3 separate regions of the Sus scrofa genome follow, and all the other regions are linked to region 2. Evidence: chromatin contacts called from public HiChIP or PLAC-seq and promoter capture Hi-C data. All regions are on one chromosome and are shown on one strand. Each heading gives the region's core, a stretch centred on a gene start, on an enhancer-like site or on the middle of the called end of the contact. The rest is flanking DNA. Distances are from core to core; before and after follow the strand shown.

Evidence for each region. Promoter capture Hi-C pulls out the DNA fragments that hold promoters and counts their contacts. HiChIP or PLAC-seq counts read pairs in DNA pulled down with a chosen protein or histone mark.
Region 1: an H3K27ac HiChIP or PLAC-seq map of alveolar macrophages shows a contact between it and region 2. The contact joins the promoter of EWSR1 here to the promoter of PITPNB in region 2. A contact is called at or near these places in 2 of 2 datasets of contacts at active chromatin or transcription factors (alveolar macrophages and skeletal muscle).
Region 3: a contact with region 2 is called in a promoter capture Hi-C map of liver, with 6 times the contacts expected there. The contact joins the promoter of TFIP11 here to the promoter of PITPNB in region 2. A contact is called at or near these places in 1 of 5 promoter capture datasets (liver) and 1 of 2 datasets of contacts at active chromatin or transcription factors (alveolar macrophages).

The regions. Positions count from the first base shown.
Region 1 is chr14:46,407,330-46,410,451 of Sscrofa11.1, forward strand. EWSR1 (EWS RNA binding protein 1) reads left to right here and starts at 1,394. Exons shown (of 17, transcript NM_001252048.1): 1 at 1,394-1,406. The coding sequence starts at 1,394. RHBDD3 (rhomboid domain-containing protein 3) reads right to left here. Exons shown (of 7, transcript XM_005657361.2): 1 at 1,526-3,122; 2 at 506-634.
Region 2 is chr14:45,248,799-45,251,861 of Sscrofa11.1, forward strand. It overlaps PITPNB (phosphatidylinositol transfer protein beta isoform), which reads right to left and starts at 1,291. Exons shown (of 11, transcript XM_005657336.3): 1 at 1,186-1,291. The coding sequence starts at 1,205. LOC110256863 (a long non-coding RNA gene) reads left to right here and starts at 1,379. Exons shown (of 6, transcript XR_002338912.1): 1 at 1,379-1,512.
Region 3 is chr14:44,111,177-44,113,967 of Sscrofa11.1, forward strand. TFIP11 (tuftelin interacting protein 11) reads right to left here and starts at 1,532. Exons shown (of 13, transcript NM_001077214.1): 1 at 1,493-1,532; 2 at 326-543. The coding sequence starts at 534. It overlaps LOC102159997 (a long non-coding RNA gene), which reads left to right and starts at 2,700. Exons shown (of 2, transcript XR_307476.3): 1 at 2,700-2,791.

The sequences.
Region 1 (3,122 bases), core at 144-2,643, 1.2 Mb after region 2:
CAGCTCAAATGTCCCCTTCCCTCCTCTGCCCCCCCCCACCCCGTATCATGGCTCTTACCCAACCGAATAAGCACCACATGGCCTGTTTTTTTCTAGGCAGAAGGTCTGAACTGGCTGGAGGAGACCTTCTCCTCTTGCTCATGGCCAAGTTCCCCAGGGTGCTCATAGCTTACATATAGCTTGCTTTATGTGTGTTCACTGAAGGAAAGACACTAGCTTGGCTCCAGTTCCCGCCAAAGGATTTGGATAAGCCCTGCCTTTTGATGGGCCTGGGCATCTGTCTAGGGAGACTGGATTTAATACAAGAAGTCAGGCAGGTGCAGCTCTTGCAGGGAGCCAGGGCACCCACTGCAAGCTGCCTCCTGCACGCTCACAACCATCTCTCCCTGGGTACTTTAGCAAGAGTGGGTTTGCCCATGGACAAAAAGAACTGGGATTTGAACGCTCGAGGTCTCAGCCTGTCCATCTATAAAATGGGACGGTGCATCATCACGCCCTGGCCTACCTTACTGGGAAGCCGGGAAGACAGAAATGGAAAGACAAGGACCGGGAAGATTCTTCCGGGTGATGGAAAGTGGGGGTCCCACGGTGTGGCTGGGACTCGGCTTTATATTTTGGGCCTCAGTTTCCCTTTCTGTAAAAACGGGTGTTGGTGGGGGGTGGTGATTAAAGGGCCTCCTTCTCAAACTCGACCGTTACTGGAGGGCCCTCGGGCCGAACACTACGTGCGCGGCCTCCCATCCAGCCCACCCGCCTCGGTCCCCTTGCCCGCAGGCCGGGCCACGTGTCTGGGGTACTCACTGCGGAGCGCGCCCCCCGCCCCCAGAAGGCCGGGTGGGGCCCTCGGCTGGGAGTCGGTGCTCCAGCTTCCCGCCGAAGCCCGAGCGCCCCGAGCCCATTCTACTCGCACTCGGGCGCGTGACCCTGGTCGACCGGTCGGCGCGCCACCCACTCCTCCGCCGCCCGCCGATTAGTCAGCAGTTGTTCTAGGCCCGGGTCCCTTCCCCCAGCCCTCCCGCCGGCCTCCGTTTCCCTCCAAGGCAAACTCTTCAGAGACGGTCCCTAGAGCCAGCGGACGTAACCATTCCAAACAGCCTCGCATCGACCAGAGAATCACTCTGACTTGTTACCAAGATCCGCTCACCGGTCGCTCCCACCCCTGCGGTGCTATTTTGGCCAGCTAGTCACATCCGTTGCTCTTTAGAGAGGTTTAGGACTAGAGCAGCGGGAGCGAAGGACGAGAAAGCTGTGGTTCATCTCTCCTTCCCCTACCCCCGTGGCCTGGCCCGATGGTAGCGCCCGAGGTTGCGGGTTTCGCGCCTGCGCAGTGCGGCGCCTAGAGGGAAAGCGAGAGGGAGACGGACGTTGAGAGAACGAGAAGGAAGGAGAGAAAATGGCGTCCACGGGTGAGTGTGGTGGAGCCGCGGTCGCGCCGGCGGCGGCTGGGACGCCCAAGTTAGGGACCGTTCGTCTCTAGGGGTGACCGGAACGACTGAGTGGATTTGTTGGGAAGGGTGTGAGGTACCCGCCGCGGCCCGAGGAGCTCGACGGCCGCCTTTCTCCTCTCCTCCGCTCCCCTCCCCCCACCGAGCAGGCCGGTTCTGGAACCTTCCGGCACCTCCGGCGCGCGGGGGGCTCGAGGCGGCGGAGGCGCGCTGGGCCAGCCTTGGCCTCCATTGTGTGGCGGCCGTCCGGCCTCGCGCTCTGGGCCGCCCGCCACGTGGGCGGGGCCTGCGGCCTCCGGGGCCCCGCGCGGGGGTGGGGGGAGGGCTCGGCCAGGCCTCGAGCCCCGGAGCCCCGAAGCTCCGAAGCCCCGAAACGGGGGGTGAGAGGGCCGAACGGCGGCTCCGAAAGCTGCAGTTCCGCAGCCCCTCTGACTTTTCCCACCCCAATCTCATTTTCAGAAAGGCAGCCAAAGCCCGAGGGCGACTCTGCCTCGCCGAGAAGCTTGGGCAATAAAAGCATATAAGCTGAAAAGGCTTCACGGATTTGCGAGCCGAGGGGCGCAGACCTATGAAAGGGGGCCCCGTCATCCTTAGAGCCGAGTCGGCTGCGGCGTCCAGTGCCGCCAAGTCGCCCCCTCGGCGGGTTCCAGCGCGAAGCCGAACTTTTTTCTGTCCGACTGTGTTTTAGACGGAGTGTGGGCCCCCCTTCCCCCCGCCCCCACACACCTTACGGCCTCTCAAGTCGGCTCCCTTTTCGGGCTTCGTTTTTTACCATTTATTTTTTTCTCTCCAGAAAGCGGTTATGTGGCTTCCTAGGGCCGTGTTTCAGCAAACGCCGAGGGAGATCTGTTGTGTAATAAGGCCAACTCGGATCGTGAGGCCAGAAATCTCCACTGAAAGAAATTTCTGGCCTCTGACTTAGGAGAAACAAAAGGCCTGGGTGGGAGTGTGCATTATGCTTAAGTAATCGTTCTGCATGTTATTTTGCCCAGGTTAGGCCGGGGGGCTTGTTTATTTCGCTGACTAGAGAGGAAGGAGGCGCGTACTGGAAGAAAACCTGGGGTGGGAGCTCGCTCGAATACGATGACTGGGGTGGTCCTTGCACGGGGTGTTTAACACTCTAGACTGGACCTGCAGTTTGCAGCAGGTTCTTGCGGTTATTGGTAGGGTGGGGCATTTTTGCCCCTCCTGACTCTAGGCCTTTGAGGCAGTTGCAAAAGACAAGAAGGAAATGGGAAAAAGCCCTGGGTCCTTCAGAGTTTCAATTTGAAAAGGGTCCGGAATCCAGCCAGCGAAGGAACGTTTAAGAACTCTCCCCAGTTGTGTGGGTAGTAAACAGGTAGTTAGATGGTGGCTTTTAGTGCCAGGGTACAAAGTGCTCCTGGAAGAGAGGGCGCTGAATTATACCACGTCCAAGACATTCTGGTGGGAAATGGATACCTCAGAGCCCATTACACTTTCCTTTTCCCTACAGTGTTTGAATTTTGTAAATGGAGTGCTACTCTCCCTTCTCTGTTAAAGTTTGGGTAGTAAATAGTGTGTGGCTGGACATGCCAGTTTTTTGTTCTGATTTGCTCAGATTGTTTACTGGTAACCACCACATACTATATTAGAATTACAATTGTGGTTTAGGTAGACACAAACAATAGTAGCCCTGGCTGGGGGACCTGGGGGTGT
Region 2 (3,063 bases), core at 41-2,540:
GAACACCAACCAGAAAGGCCCTGAACTGAGCTTTTTTTCCTGCAGTACTAGTGAAGGAACAGTAAGGAAGCTGAGCCTGAAATCGGCAAGGGAAGGACAGCAGTAACTGAAATCACTTCACAAGTGTTAATGCCGTGGCGTCGGCTTTTATTCTCAGTGAGATAAGGAGTCTGGAGAGTTTTAATCAGAGAAGCGAAGAGTGACTTTTTAAAATTAGTCTGAGAACTAACACTACAAATAAGCTGTCTGGAGTTAGATAAATTAAGACAAAAATTTTAAAGAGTTTAAAATGAAAAGAGCATTTGAAAAACCCAAGAACTGACCACACTCAAAATCCCCAGTTGCCCAAGGGATCCTGACAACACGAACCAGCTGTGACGGCTGAACATTCACTGCCAACCACATTTCCTGTGATATTCACAGGCCTTGCCGGTAGGAAATGCCATTAACTTTTCAACAAAACTACTGCGCCGGTATGATGCACCTGGAAACCCTTCTATTAGACCAACCGTACGTTAACGCTTCATCTAAATCCCGGAACCTGGAGTGTTATCCTATCCCAAAGATGTGAAAACTGAAACACAGAGCAGAGGGCTGACTCTCCAGTTTTAAGTCAACTGAGCTGCCCAGTGAAGTGCAGGTTTTCGGATTCCCGACTCTAGTAATAACTTCTGGTCGCCTACACCCCACCTCGAGTCCCGACACCAGGGCTGCCTTTACCTGGCAAGCCCATCTCCCCCGGGCTACCGGCAGGCTCCACCCCAGACGACAAATCACAGATCCACTGCGTCTCGCCCACCCTCGGGCTTCGGCTGGATCCCACCCAAGAGCTTGGGGGTAGGCCCAGTCTCAAGACTGGGGTGGGGGGTTGGGGAGAAGGCGGGTCCCGGCGGAAACTCGCGGCCGCGCCTTCCCCAACCACGCGCTCCAGCCGGGACCCTGCCGCCTCCGCCCCGAGGGAGAAGGCAGCAGTGTTACCACGGCAACGCCGCGGGGAGTGTCTGTGGACGCAGAGCGGAGGGGCCTCGAGTGGGCCGGGGGCGCGGGCCGAGGGGAGGGGGCGCGCGCAGGGAGCGGCCGACCCGAGACTCGCTTCTTCTCAGGAATATTCTGCCACATCTCAATAAATGAATCTCCCATTACTGCAGTCCCAGAATGTCGCTCACGTCCACCGATTCCACTTACAATTCTTTAATCAGCACCATCTTCCTGGAACCCCTCACAGCTGCCGCCGCTACCACCACCGCCGCCACCGCCGCCGCTACCGCTTCTTACAGCGCCTGCGCGACCCCGCCTCCCAGCCGCCCGAGCTGCCTCGGCGCTTGCGCGTCCACACCCTTCCGCCGCGTCAGCGCGCGCGAGGGGCTGGCTCCGCCCCAGTCTCGCGCCCCACCCTAGGTGCGCGAGGCCTCCTCTGCGGCTGCGCGAGCTCGGCGCGCTGTCGCTCTTCTGACGGCTGCTCCTCCTTACAGTCGGGTTTTCTCGCCGTCGCTTTGCAGTCTACGCACTCTGGTGAGTTTTCCAGTCAGTTCCCTGGAGGTCGTTTCCGGGAAAACTGAACCTTCTCTCGCTGCTTTTGAGAGGAGGCCCACCTTCTTGCCAGATACCTCACTTCCCAAGTCCGTGATAATTACTCGGGTCGGGGAGGCAGACGCCACCGGGTTCTGCCCCGCTCTCCAGTCCAATCAGGTCCGCCGTGCGGGCTTCGCCGGGTTGGCGGCTCACGCGCACGTTCCCCAAGCCCATCCCCAAGCCTCGAACAGCTGTGGCCACACGAGTTCTCTGCGCCCCAGTCCCTGCTGTCCAAGAGTCCAGAGCCCCGCCGTGGCCGTGACCCAACTGCAGGAGTCCTCTCGGGGGAAAAGGGTTGCTTGCCTCAGCACCCGGGAAGGGGCTGTGTTTTGGGAGACCTTAGCGAGGCCCAGGCTGCAGCTAAGAGCCAGGAGGTGGACCTCGGGAGAAGTTGTAGCCCAGGGTCACTCGCTTTCTCTATGCCAGTCACCGTAGTAGGCCCGGGGGATCCTTCTGAAAGCAAAATGCGCAGTCTCTGTGCTCACCTGAAAACAAAAGAATTTGGCGTCGTGGTACGAGGTATTCTATGAGTAAGGTACAGTAGGGTAATGGGGAGGCAGAGTAATCAAGGGAAGGACTCTCAGGAGGCCACGTTTTAACCTAGTATTTTAAGTAGCCCAGCCTGTGAAGATGGGGAGGCAATTAGTGGAAGATAAGCTGTGAGACTGAAATAAGTTTAGGGTAGTAGTTGAGCAGATAGATGGCAGGTGTGGCTAGAATGCCTTAATAGGCGGTGGGGGAGATAAGCTGGGACTAAATAGATCACCAGGCCGTAAAGGCAGTAAAGAGTATGAATTGTATTCTGAGAACCATAGGAAGCTGTTTGAAACGTTATTAAAGGAATTTTTAAAATCATTAAAACACTTTCATATAAATTATATGAATACACCCACTGGAGTTAGGGCTGCCTCAAACAAACAAAAAAAAGTTTCTTGCCTAAAAGCTAGAAACTTCCTCCTAAGGAGGTCACTGGGATTCATTGACTTTCTGTGATGTGTAACACTATTAACACTAATTATTGTGTTGCTGAGGATTCAAGGAAACACATGCTCTTATTTTCCAAGAGCTGAGAAACTGGGAATAGCTTCTATTGATTGGGCATCTTTTATTTGCGAAGTACTCTGTTAGGTAATGGAGATGTTTTATCTCATTTCACCCTTGGAACAACATTATGAGGTAGGCCTTTTTGCATTGCTTTACAAAGGAAAAATGTTCAGAGAGCCAACTTAAATGACTTGTGCAAAAATCACTTAGATTGTTTACAGAACCAGGTTTCAAATATACGTTTTACAAATTTCAAAATCTTTTCTTTCCAGTACACTGGCTTTTTTGTAGATAAAAATAAATCTGGTCTTTCCAGTGCACTGACTTTTTTCTAGGTGAAAATAAAAAGTTGAAGCATATGGACAATCTTTAGGACAAACAGTTGTATTCAATTATGGCTATGGTCAAAACCTAGATGATACTTAAAGAATAGTCTACAAATTTGAA
Region 3 (2,791 bases), core at 282-2,781, 1.1 Mb before region 2:
TCAAACACCCTAAAATAGGTCCCCCCTCAGGTCCTCAATCAGTTACAGACTTCCACTTCTGCTGTTGATCAATGCCCGTCTCCAACAGCCAGAGTTGCAGCTCCTGGAAAGCAAGGACTGGGCCTAAAGCACAAGGCCTAATACACATAATTGCTCAATTAACACCAACTGATGACCCAGTCAGTGAGAGGCCAGCACCCAAGCCTAAAGAGGAACTGGCTCCCTGGCTGATGATGCAGCTAAGGGACTTAGTGGGGCTAGGAGAGACAGATGCTTAGTGGGGTAGTTCCCCAACTCCTGGGGAAGCAGCCCATGCCAGCCATACCGTTTGCCTCCAAAGCTGGGCCTCTCTTCATCTGAGTCACGCTCTGCCCACACTCCGTAGGTGGCCTCTTCCTTGGTCTGCCAGTGGCGCTGCCGGTTAGGGTTGAATTCATTCTGGAGATCCCAGTCGGTGATCTCAAAGTTCTCCCGCTCATCCTCGTCATCATCCATGTGGCCTTCTCCGTCCCGGTACAAGTGGGATAGAGACATGACCTGTCACTAAAGGAAGGGATGAAAAAGTATAGTCTGTGACAAGTCCTGCAAGCATCAGCAGAAGGCTTCCCTGTGAGTCCCTACTCCCTGCTGCCTTCAGAACTTCCTCCAAACTCCAAGTTCACCAAAATTGTTGTTACAATTCAATAAAGCAGACACTAAATCCTTTCAAAAAACAATATGTACTAAGACAGGTGGAACAAAATAGTCCCAACAGTCATGTGGTTTTTTTTAAGTATTTCATTTTATTTTTTTAATTTTTTTACATTTTTTTGCCATTTCTTGGGCCACTTCCGCAGCGTATGGAAGTTCCCAGGCTAGAGGTCAAATTGGAGCTGTAGCCACTGGCCTACTCCACAGTCACAGTAACTTAGGATCCGAGCTGCGTCTGCACCATATACACAACAGCTCACAGCAACGCCGGATCCTTAACCCACTGAGCAAGGCCAGGGATCGAACCCACAACCTCATGTTTCCTAGTCAGATTAGATAACCACTGAGCCAAGACAGGAACTCCCAGTCCATGTGATTCTTAAGCATGTTATTTCCTTGTCCTAGTCAATGTTGTAAAACATCAATTGTATACACTCACATACACACAAACCACATAAAAGAACTAAGTATGCTATCCTACGTACTGTTGCCTCAGAAATTGGATAGACATTTTACCGGATCCCAGATTTTTATTATTTTTCCTATGTTGGGTAAAGAGTTTTATCTAAACCTTTGACAGTCACAGCAAAGTGATCTTTTTATGAAATGGTTTCTGAATACATTACTTGATGAGACTCTTAGACTTAATTTTCCTCCCCAAACAGGAACTTCTCCTGAGGAGCTAGAAGGCAGTAATTACAAACACTACCTTAACAGTCGGACTAGCTGTGAATTAGAAAACACGTGGTAGCTGGGTGATGAGATTCAGCTGTCTCTTGAACAGTTAAACTACAGTACCAACCTTAGAGAATGCTTATGATGCAGATTCAATGAGATGGGGCCTAAAAAAACAGCTCACATTAAGGGCTCCAGAAACAGCTGTTACTGTAATCCCATGATTAGGTTCATTGCCCTTCCTGTTACTGAATTAGGGAATGAACCTCACAAAGTGATTGTGAAACCAGGTGCTAAAATCACAGCCTGAGTTCAAACCCCCTCTCTACCAGGTACTCAGTGTATGAGTATTAGATGAAGTGCCAAGCACGAGTCCCCACACAGTCATACATTCAATAGGACAGCAGTGATTCCTGTCTAGCAGCCACGGAAAGCAGCCTTCAAGGAAAGGAGCTCGCTACTTCCACAGGCAGTGTCAAACTGGTCAGCTCTGTTACAAAGTTTCCCCTGCTCATTCTACTCAAAGGTGCACTGGTTGGGTGCTGCCGGTCCTAACCTCACCCAGGCGCTCAAAAAAGGTAAATATTCTCAGAGGAGGCGGGAGTCCCTCACACAACACTGCTTCCCTGGGCCCAGAGCATGGTAATAACCAGAGTTGTCATCAGTAAGAGAGACCTCGATAGGTGCTAGGTACTTGCTGGACGCTTCAGGTCAATAATCTAATGTAAACATCAAGACATCTGGAGAGAGAGATAACTACTAGCGCCTCCAAGCTTAAGTAAAACGAAGCAGAGAATTTAAACAACTTGCTCTAGGTTCTCGGCTGGCAAGGCTCGAAACCAGGTGGGCCTGAAATCAGGTGGGCCTGAAGCCAGGGCTCCAGGGTCCAGCTGCCGTGCAACCCAGGCCTCACGGTGGAGGCTCCGTACCTAACTTTGCCCAAGCCCCCAACTGCCCGGTAACCCGGAGCGGCCCCTCTTCTCCCCGCCTCCGCAGAGCTGTCTGCGAAAGTGAAGCGCAACGGGCAAGGCCAAGGCCCACTTCCCGGAGCCACCACTCCCACCAGCGCGAACTCCCTCCGGTGCTCCCCTGCCCGCTTCCAAGCCCCGCTCACCTCTCCAGTGCCCGGCGTTACGAATACAGCCTCCAGCTCCGCAAAAGAAGCGCGCCGCTTCGGGGCGGAACCCGGATGTGCCGCGACCGGCGCACCGGAAATGTCGTTACTCGAAGGCGGAAATGTTGTGTGGGTTGCCATGGCAGCAAGGGAACGCTACGGGCGCCTTTGGCTCTAAAGCGGCTGAGCTGTTAGATAGGATTTTCGGGGCCCGGAATGGCTGAGGACTAATTCGTCTGCCCCACCCCCACCCCCACCCCCCCGCTTCGTGGCGACTTCCAGCCTGTGACGACTGGTGTGGACGTCGTCGAG